Regions from separate parts of the Oncorhynchus mykiss genome. Here region 1 is linked to region 2. The links are chromatin contacts, called in public Hi-C maps. All regions are on one chromosome and are shown on one strand. The core of a region is the stretch at or near the end of the contact, and the rest is flanking DNA. Distances in the headings are between cores, read along the strand shown.

Region 1 (4,518 bases), core at 1,961-4,460, 390 kb before region 2:
TGTCAGGAGAACGCTACCTGCCCCAATGCATAGTGCCAACTGTAAAGTTTGGTAGAGGAAAAAGAATGGTCTGGGGCTGTTTTTCATTGTTCGGGCTAGGCCCCTTAGCTCCAGTGAAGGGAAATCTTAACGCTACAGCATACAATGACATTCTAGATGATTCTGTTGAATGAAAGCAAATCCCTGCAGCAATGTTCCAACATCTAGTGCAACGTTTTCCCAGAAGAGTGGAGGCTGTTATAGCAGCAAAGGGAGGGACCAACTCCATATTAATGCCCATGATTTTGGAATTAGATGTTTGACGTGCAGGCTTCCACTTAGATACTTTTGGCCATGTAGTGCTTCTATTATTTTGAATGCTAGACAGTGAAAAAAACATATTTAATATATTGTATAGATCAATAAAAACAAAGAAGGCTATTTTTTACTTGTACAATGTGTGTCCCTCAGTTTTATGTCATCACTGATTCCAAAGATATTCAAGGACCTTGAGCATTGTCGCCAGTGGAAAAGTGTTTTCGGGGTGGATATTAAATACGACCCATCTGCATTGATAGGAGGCGTTGGTGTTTGATTGTCTGGGAGCAGTAGGTAGACTACCTGGGTTTCTTGGGTTTCTCCATGATCTCCCCCTGCTGAGCCTTGTTCTTCTTCCTCTTCTTGGGAGAGGTGACCTCCATCAGGGTGTAGCAGCTCTCCACCTCCTCCGTCATCCTCCGATCAGTCTCCTCATACACCTCTATGGTCTCCATGGCTAAAGGGAACCGAGGAGAGCCTGGGGAGGTTCAGTAACACTGATTCATTTATTTTGTGTCCATGTGAAACAGAACAAATAATGACAAGGGGATAGGTATTAGGGCTACAGGAGCTATGTACATTGTTTATTAATACATCGAGCACCATCATGATAAGGAAAGTATAACATGTAGGCTACCATTAGGCAGGTGGCCTAGTGGTTGGAGCGTTGGGCCAGTAACCCTAGGTTGCTAGATCGAATCCCCGAGCTGACAAAAAAATCTGTTGTTCTGCCCCTGAACAAGGCAGTTAACCCACTGTTCCTAGGCCATCAATGTAAATAGGAATTTGTTCTTAACTGACTTGCCTAGTTAAATAAAGGTTAAATAAAAAAATATATCACAATTATGTTATGGCAATGTAGATAAATGTATGGCCTTCAAAACAAGAAATAAAAGGCCCTAGCAGCTGTGCAAACTCAATCGCAACTATTGGCAACATTGAAACAAGGAAGAGCTGACAGAAGACAACAGCAGACTACCTGCCTGACAGTGCACCAGTGGAGGCTCCTCAGACGAGGAAGGGGAGGAACATCCTCCTCAGTGAATTTCATTAAAATAGTAAAACATTAAACAAAGTTATCCTTTTTAAATAAAACTATACTAAATATATTCACGTCACCAAATAATTGATTAAAACACACTGTTTCGCAATGAAGGTCTACAGTAGCCTCAACAGTACTCTGTAGGGTAACACCATGGTGTAACTGGAGGACAGATAGCTTCCATCCTCCTCTGAGTACATTGACAATACAAAACCTAGGAGGGTCATGGTTCTCACCACCTTCTATAAAAGTTATACAGTAATTATAACAACTTCTGTAGGACATCTTCCAACCTATCAGAGCTCTTGCAGCATGAACTGACACATTGTCCACCTAGTGCATAAAACGTGGTGAGTAGTTCACTCAGAGAGAGAGAAAGACAATAGTTGAACAGCTTTGAACCAATTTCTTCAAAAATGAAGGAGAAGCAAGAGAAAGAGAGAGATATTTCATCATTCTTTTCACTTTCTTAGCTAGCGAATGCAGCTAGCTAGTTTAGCCTACTCAAACACCAGCTCAATCCTATGTTAGCTAGCTGGCTATGGCTATCCAACACAAAACGGGAACTCTTCCAAGTCAAGGTAAGCTTTTGGTTTGACTAATTTATTGCCATCGGGGCCGGCCGGTGTAACTGCTAAACTTCTTACTGACGTTACTGCATGATTGTTGCGGGTTTATTAACACTTAACACTTAACACTAGTTCTATTAGCTATGTTGATTATGATATTACTTTAATATGGTGACAACGATGTAGACTGTGTAGCCATTATGATATGGTTTGGTTAGGAAAGGTTTTTTCGGCTGGTCACATACAGATGATGTGTTGTGCATAGAAGTCCACAAGCGAAGGGAAAACATGAGGACGGTGCGTAGATGCGAGAATGAATACAACGTGGCTGCTATGAAAGTGAACAGTGTTTACGTGTACTCATGGGGTCTTCATTCTGCCGATACTGTTGAAAACGGAAGCAAACGGAACTAAACATACCTGAATTTGTCCATTAGAAACTCTCGTTTACAACTGTTGGACTAATGATTACACCACAGGAGGCTGCTGAGGGCAGGTCAGCTCATAATGCCTTGAATGGAGTAAATGGAATGGTATCAAACACATGGAACCATTTAATTCAATTCCAGCCATTACTATGTGCCTGCCCTCGCAAATTAAGGTTCCACCAGCCTCCTGTGAATTACACCCTCAATTAGTACATTTCTCTCGACCTGTGTGTACTTATGTTGTGAACTTCCATTGATAGGCTTGGTTGTAGCAACGTCATGATGGATATACGGAAAATGTTTGTATCATGTAGTAGCCTAAACTGATGTCACATTGAACTGGGTGAATGGAATATGATTGACAGTCATCCAATATGCTGTAATATAAATAAAGCCATGCTCATAAAAAAATAAGAATCGTGCTCCCTCAATTTAAGGCACCGACCGCCACTGCAGTGCACGTGGGGAAAAATGTGACTATGGACATTCCCGGGAAACGACCGTGAAGTAGAGTTAAATGCAAACATACAAAAGTTGCAAATAAAGTACGGAAAACAACAACACAGCGGATACAACTTTCTAATTACTCTCCCTCCCATGACATTCTCTGATAATTCGTGTATCCTAATACTGATTTGGCGAATTATCCAATGAGAAGCCTCCTTGTTGAACCCTTACCTCTGTTGCCCTGAAGAACTCTCAAACTAGATCTGAGATGGCTTCAAGCGACGCTGAAACTGAACTGCATCGCTCACATTGCCTAGAATAAGTATATTTCTCTATATTTTGCCTTAAACTGGGCTACTTCGTTTTTAATCTAAGGGCCTCAAAGCACTCGATTTGTCCTAGTCTTGCAGCAAACATGGCGCTGTGTTGTTATGGTTGTCAACCAATCCAGTGAAGGAATGAACAAAAAAAGGCCAATCAGAAAATACGTTTTAGACACGTGAAAGCTGGAAGAGGTAGACGTTTCCATAAAGCACAGATCTAGGATCAGTGTACCCTGTCCATATCCAACTTGATGAGCAAGAGGTAAAATAGCTCAACTGACTTGCAATCAGTACAACTTTAGGCAAAAGCAAATAATGTTCCAGGCAAGATAAATTGCTCTGATGTTGCTTTCCACTCCAGGCATACGAGTAGATCACAGAACATTCAATCGAGCAAAAATGGCGGATGACAAGGTGAGAAGTGATTTTTGCCTCAATCGTATTATTTTCTATATATATATATTAGAACAGCATGATCGAGCTCTTCCTACAGCAACATGCTTTAACTCAAAACCGGACAGGCTAGTTTGTTGGTATTCGGGTGTGTAGAAAAATAAATACAATACAGGTACACAAACAAAGTGTCTTTAATAGGGCGTTGAGCCACCATGAGTCGCCAGAACAGCTTGACTGCGCCTTGGCATAGATTCTACATGTGTCTTTAACTGGAGCAATGCGACACAATTCTTCCACGATAAATTCCATAATTTGGTGTTTTGTTGATGCTGGTGTAAAAGGCAGTGTGGTGCCAGTCAGTGTTACCTATGCTCATTGTATTAATTGAAAGTATAACTTATTTGTATGTGTTCTAGGATCCTTTCAAACAGATGAAGGATCTCAACCAGCTCAAGAATCAGCTGGAAGACATCCAGAAACGTGTGCAGAGTGAATTTGCAGAAGGAATCCCGCAGGTATGTTATTATCCAAAGTTAAAAAGTAGATGAAATTTCACCTTATGAAACAGAACAGCAGACATACTCAGTCCTGAAAAATCATAAAGGATCAACTATTAATTATTTATCATTAAAGAGTTGTAATATCAAGGCATATTTTTGTATTTTGTGTGCATCCTGTCCTGACTGTTTCCTGTTCTTCCTCAGGGGGGCTCTGTGCTGGCATCTCCCTTCCTGAAGGGCTTCCTGGCTGGCTATATGGTGGCCAAGCTCCGCTCCTCAGCTCTCATAGGAGTGCTACTGGGAACATTCACAGGCATCTACGCTGCACAGAACTATCAGGTTCCCAACATCGAAAGCACCCTGAAAGACTATATGAGTTTGTTTAGAAAAGGACCCAAGTAATGGGAAGAACCAGGCCTAGGCTTCATCTTCTAACTGCCTGAGGTGTGTGGCACAATCACCATGTCTCTTTGTCAGAGGCTCAAACCTCTCCTTTGTATACTGTAAAAAATTATA
Region 2 (5,113 bases), core at 2-2,501:
ATAAAATCAGTCTGAAGTATTTTTGAGAGTATTTCAGTCTGACGGAAGTATGGTTTGAAGTAAATGAAATGTATTTGAAAGGTTTTGGGAAGTTCAGAAGATCACCAGGCAATCATTGTGTATGATCTTCTGTGTTGAAAATAACATATATATTTCCCAGTCTGATTTTGTGCCTAATCTTGTCCACTCTGTTCTAATATGACTTGTGGGCATTGCAGAGGGAAATAGAAGACACATTTTTCCTGAGAGTCTTGTCTTTCAGTGATGGGGGTCATTATATTTTGTTGCTTAAACCGTTCAAAGATAGAGCCACATTTTGTAGGATGAAAACAGAAACCGCTCTGTTTATTACAACCACATCTAGTGGCTACCGGAGGTTAGACAACCTGGTTCTATGAACCAAGCAAGATTTCTCTCGCAAACCTATTTTCAAATCAGACGACCCTTAGTTTGGGAAATCATGTCCTAACCCATCTGCACTTTGACCCCTTGAAACCTCCAGGTCACCTGCGCTCTGCAGTCACCGAGCGAGGGGGCTACGGTCGTGCTCCAATCCAGACAGTGAATGATTCTTTGTCGCGGTTGGCGGTCCAGGAGGCTATAGAGGCCATCCTGTCCAGAGCCCAGGCTGACCTGGGCCAAGACCTGCCTCCACACGTCCACGAGTCCCTCACCTACCTGCAGGATCATCTGCTGGCCTCCGCCCATTGACGATAAGCTCAGCGCTTTGGTTCGAGCGGCTGTTGAATGATTTCTATTTATTTTTGTAATGATTCATTCAGTTTTCTAATCTTTCCCCCAATGAATTGTTTTAAATAAATATTTATTATTTTTTTAACTAATTGTCTTATCTATGTTTGCTATTGATGTAGTAGTGGTGGGACCTGTGTAGATAGTCTGACTGCATCCAATCCCGCATCAGAAGAAGTAAGCCAGTAATTCCAGACCCATATGCTGATAGTTTGCATGGTCTCCAGTCAAGTGAAGAAACAAGTGAATGAAGAACATAGTTTAGTGTATAGCTCAGCCTGCCCCTTCATTAGGAGTTGGATTACAGTGGCCATGATTTGCTCATTATAATGACCAATGAATGGTTCACCTCATAAGTTCAGAGCCATGTGATATCATATCAGTTTGATTAACAGCTGTTGATTCTTGAACACACCCCTGAAGTTGCGTTTGGTCCATAAATGTTCACCCAAAGTCGTTGGTTCAACCACATATGGTGCGGTCCGTCCAAAAGCCAGCCAATAGCATCAAGCGTTGTCATCGTAGAGAAGGAAAAAAAGAGTCCTGACAGTCGCCATGATGCTTGTTTTCTCCCTGTGATACAGCAGCGGAAGCGAGTGAAGCAAGTAGAAACAAAAGAGCACGAGCACGTCCTCGCGAGTTGGTATGCGTTTGCAGGTAAAAAAAATCAACACAAGCGACGAGTTTATTTGGATGAGATAGATCCACAACTCGTGTTTCAAATTACTACTGCGTGGATATTACCTTACCTGGCCATATGAAGTCGGACAGGTTAGAAAAATGTGGCTATCTAGCTTTCAGCGGGGGTTTGCTAGTTAGCCATAACATAAGTGAGTTAGCTAGTTAACGTTTGTTGTTGCTCAGCTAGCCTAGCTCACGTGTTATGGTCAGTTATAAAATAATTACGCGAACCTTATCTTAATTAATTGGTTAGCTAACTATCATTCTCGCGAAGTTATTCGGTATTAATGACCGTTGGCTAACTTGCTACCTAGCCCCTAGCTAACATGTTAGGCCAGTTAGCTATTGTTTTCCTGACTTTATGGCTTCAACGCGCCACTCAATAAGCTGGCCAGCCAATTTGTTATAATTGGCTGGTGATTGTGGTTATTGCTTTGTGCGACCTGGTGTGTAGCTAGCTAGTTAGTTAACTTAACGTATGTCATGCCATGAATATTACATAAATACAACTTTATTTAAATCACTGGGCGGTAATCTGTAAAACAATACATTCTTATGACATTGTAACTGAGTTAATTATTTCTGAAATTAGTAACTGCCAGCCAATAATAGCCACATCTTTCTTGTGCTTCATTTCCAGAAGTTGTCAAACTCAAGTGACACTCTCTTGAAAAGTTACAAGGATGTGCTGAATGGCCGGCCTGTGCGTGTTTGCAAAGTTTAGATTTGCACAATGTATACCTCAAGGTGTTTGGCATGTATTTTATCAGTGAATAATGTTAATAGTTATTAAACCTTTTCTACACAGTGTTACAGCAGGAATGCCCAAAGAAAAATATGACCCGCCAGACCCCAGGCGGATGTACACCATCATGTCAACTGAGGAGGCAGCCAATGGAAAGAAGTCTTACTGGCCTGAGCTGGAAATCACTGGTGAGCACGGCAGGGGTTGGCCCGGAGGCTGTGGAGGGGTGCTGTTCTCATATTAGGACTCAGCATGTGGGGATAGTCTAGGCCAGTTTCTCTCAACCTTTTTTGTAACGTGACCAGCATTCTCGTCATCCTTTGAAGATAAGGGCCTCTATTATAGGCCTGCATTTTGTCTCGACCAGGAAGTCCAGCATGAGTGTTTACTTATGTCCATTCAAATTGGGTAGAAGTCAACCTGTATCTGCTTTGCATAGAAAGCCATCAAACAGAGACCTGACTCACCAGTGTATGTTCATCTACCGGTCTCCCCCCTCCACATTTCTGTCTCCAGGTAATGTCAGGAGCCTGAGCCCGTCTCTGTGGACTCTGACCCACCTCACTGCCCTACACATCGCTGACAACTGTCTGTCACGCATCCCACCCGACATTGCCAAACTACACAACCTGTTGTACCTGGATCTATCGTCCAATAAGATCAGGAGCCTGCCGGCAGAGCTCGGCAACATGGTGTCTCTCAGGTGATTCGCTGGGAACCATGATTCACTTTGATCTAAACTGGGCTTGTAACTGGTTGGTGCTGAAAATAACCATTGTCCCATTTTAAAAAGCCTGTTTGGTTCACAGATTTGCTTTTGCCTGTATTGATGACTGGTCAATGTGTTTATGGTTTATGGGAAGGTTGAGGAAGGGGCTGTATTGTCAGGGGGGCTAGTCTCTGACACTTGCGTTTCCATGTGTCCGCCCTCAACAGGGAACTGCTTTTAAATAACAACCAGTTGCGGGTTCTGCCATTTGAATTGGGGAAACTGTTTCAGTTACAAACACTGGGGTTGAAAGGTGAGTGTGGCTTATCGTCTTGGTAACAATTATGTCCTAGAGACCCCATTGTTGATCCCGTGGCATTTATTTGATGTCATTCAACATTGTGTTCTTCACTCCTAACAGGAAACCCTCTTGCACAAGAAGTCATGAGCCTGTACCAGGAGCATGATGGCACCAGGAAACTGCTCAACTACCTGCTGGACAATCTGGCAGGTTCAATCAAATGCAGTAAGTCTGCCTCTCTCACACCGTTTTTGATATTATAAAAAGTACCAATGGCTAAGGTGGACAACCGTCTTCCCAGCCCCCACAGAGCAGCCCCCGTCCCGGTCGTGGATCGCACTTCAGGAGCCTGACCAGACGAGGCCTTCTGGTGAGAAGCCAGCAGACAGTCTCTGTACACACAGTACCCCAGCACATCACACAAAACCACAATTCAATATAAGTATAAATTAGGGGGGAAAAGCATTAAGGTGAATAAGATGCTATTTCCTATTTTTCTCCCTGTTCCTCCCTCTCAGCATTGCTCTCTGTTATGTGCTACAACGTGCTGTGTGATAAGTACGCCACACGCCAGCTCTACGGCTACTGCCCCTCCTGGGCCCTCAACTGGGAGTACAGGAAGAAGTCCATCATGCAGGAGATAATGAACTGCAGCGCTGACATCATCAGCCTACAGGTACATGTTTACCTCAACCAGGGATAAACGGCTTCTGTCCTTTTGGTTTCTCTGATCAATTCATGTAACTGATTGCCCAAAGTGCGCACACTGGATTTCCCTGGTACATCTTATGGTTGCATTCAGTCATATCTGTCCACTCTTGTTATTGCTTTGTTTTCAACAGGAAGTGGAGACAGAGCAGTACTACCAGTACTTCCTGCCAGAGCTGAAGGAGCAGGGCTATGAGGGCTTCTTCAGCCCCAAGTCTCGAGCCAGAACCATGCATGAGTCTGACCGCAAACATGTGGACGGGTGCGCAGTATTCTACAGGACAGAAAAGTGAGTGCAACTGAAGTTCTGTCAATGCATCTTTTTTCCCCCTGACCTCAACACTCAATTGCTAGGTATCCATACCATTGGCAACAGATTTTTAATTTGAATATAAAAAATTACTAGTTACATTGGTTTCCATTGTATTTTCATCTCCGCTGATGGTTATTATATAGCTTATGTGCCCACTCTGGTTTTGACACATGCTCTCTCGCAGATGGGATGGGTAGGCTACCTACATGATGAGATTATTATGGATAAGAGCAATTTATTTGTCAAACAGCAGCCGAGCATCGATCATGTCACCAGAATAACACCCTTGATTTTTATTGGAGAGGAACAGAAAGCTCATCACCGTGCACTTTCACTACCCTGAAGTTAATAGTTTATTTAATCTGTAGCCTAATAACCTGCATGCTTTTCCGAGTTGTAGTGGGAGGACAACACGTCATTTCCTGACTCCCAAGTTTACTTCAATGTGATGGTTATCAATATTACATTTTTTTAAACAAAGATCCCACCTTGTCTACATTTGGAAAGTTAATCTGACAAATGTGATGTTTCCGTCAGGCATGTCATGACTTTCTATTTGACTTTAATTGCACAAAGGTTGGATGGAAACCTGGTTAGTGACAGACTTTTATAACACCTCTCCCTGCTTCTCTCCCTGTCCACCCTTGCTTATCTTTCTTGCTCTGTCCTCCGTCTCTCAGGTTCAGCGTGGTGCAGAAACACACGGTGGAGTTTAACCAGCTAGCCATGGCTAACTCTGAGGGCTCTGAGGCCATGCTCAACCGGGTCATGACCAAGGACAACATCGGAGTGGCCGTACTGCTGGAGGTCCGCAAGGAGATGATGGAGGAATCCTGTGAGTACTTATGGCCCTGTCCTATTTCTCACCCTAGACCCTGCCCGTGGCCCTGTCCTATTTCTCACCCT

Evidence for each region. A called contact is a pair of places that touch in the nucleus more often than the background predicts.
Region 1: a Hi-C map of liver shows a contact between it and region 2, with 3 times the contacts expected there. The contact joins the promoter of hmgxb3 here to the promoter of LOC110504819 in region 2. A contact is called at or near these places in 2 of 3 Hi-C or Micro-C datasets (blood and liver).

The regions. Positions count from the first base shown.
Region 1 is chr31:25,200,771-25,205,288 of USDA_OmykA_1.1, reverse strand. It overlaps hmgxb3 (HMG domain-containing protein 3), which reads right to left and starts at 3,210. Exons shown (of 20, transcript XM_036970479.1): 1 at 3,015-3,210; 2 at 601-775. The coding sequence starts at 752. LOC110504829 (SLC35A4 upstream open reading frame protein) reads left to right here and starts at 3,311. Exons shown (of 4, transcript XM_021583665.2): 1 at 3,311-3,520; 2 at 3,919-4,017; 3 at 4,207-4,446. The coding sequence starts at 3,449. The coding sequence ends at 4,404.
Region 2 is chr31:24,812,059-24,817,171 of USDA_OmykA_1.1, reverse strand. LOC110504819 (CCR4-NOT transcription complex subunit 6) reads left to right here and starts at 1,251. Exons shown (of 12, transcript XM_021583642.2): 1 at 1,251-1,407; 2 at 2,240-2,364; 3 at 2,693-2,879; 4 at 3,113-3,198; 5 at 3,307-3,411; 6 at 3,488-3,556; 7 at 3,705-3,862; 8 at 4,029-4,183; 9 at 4,888-5,042. The coding sequence starts at 2,253. It overlaps simc1 (SUMO-interacting motif-containing protein 1), which reads left to right. Exons shown (of 8, transcript XM_036970385.1): 8 at 503-906. The coding sequence ends at 711.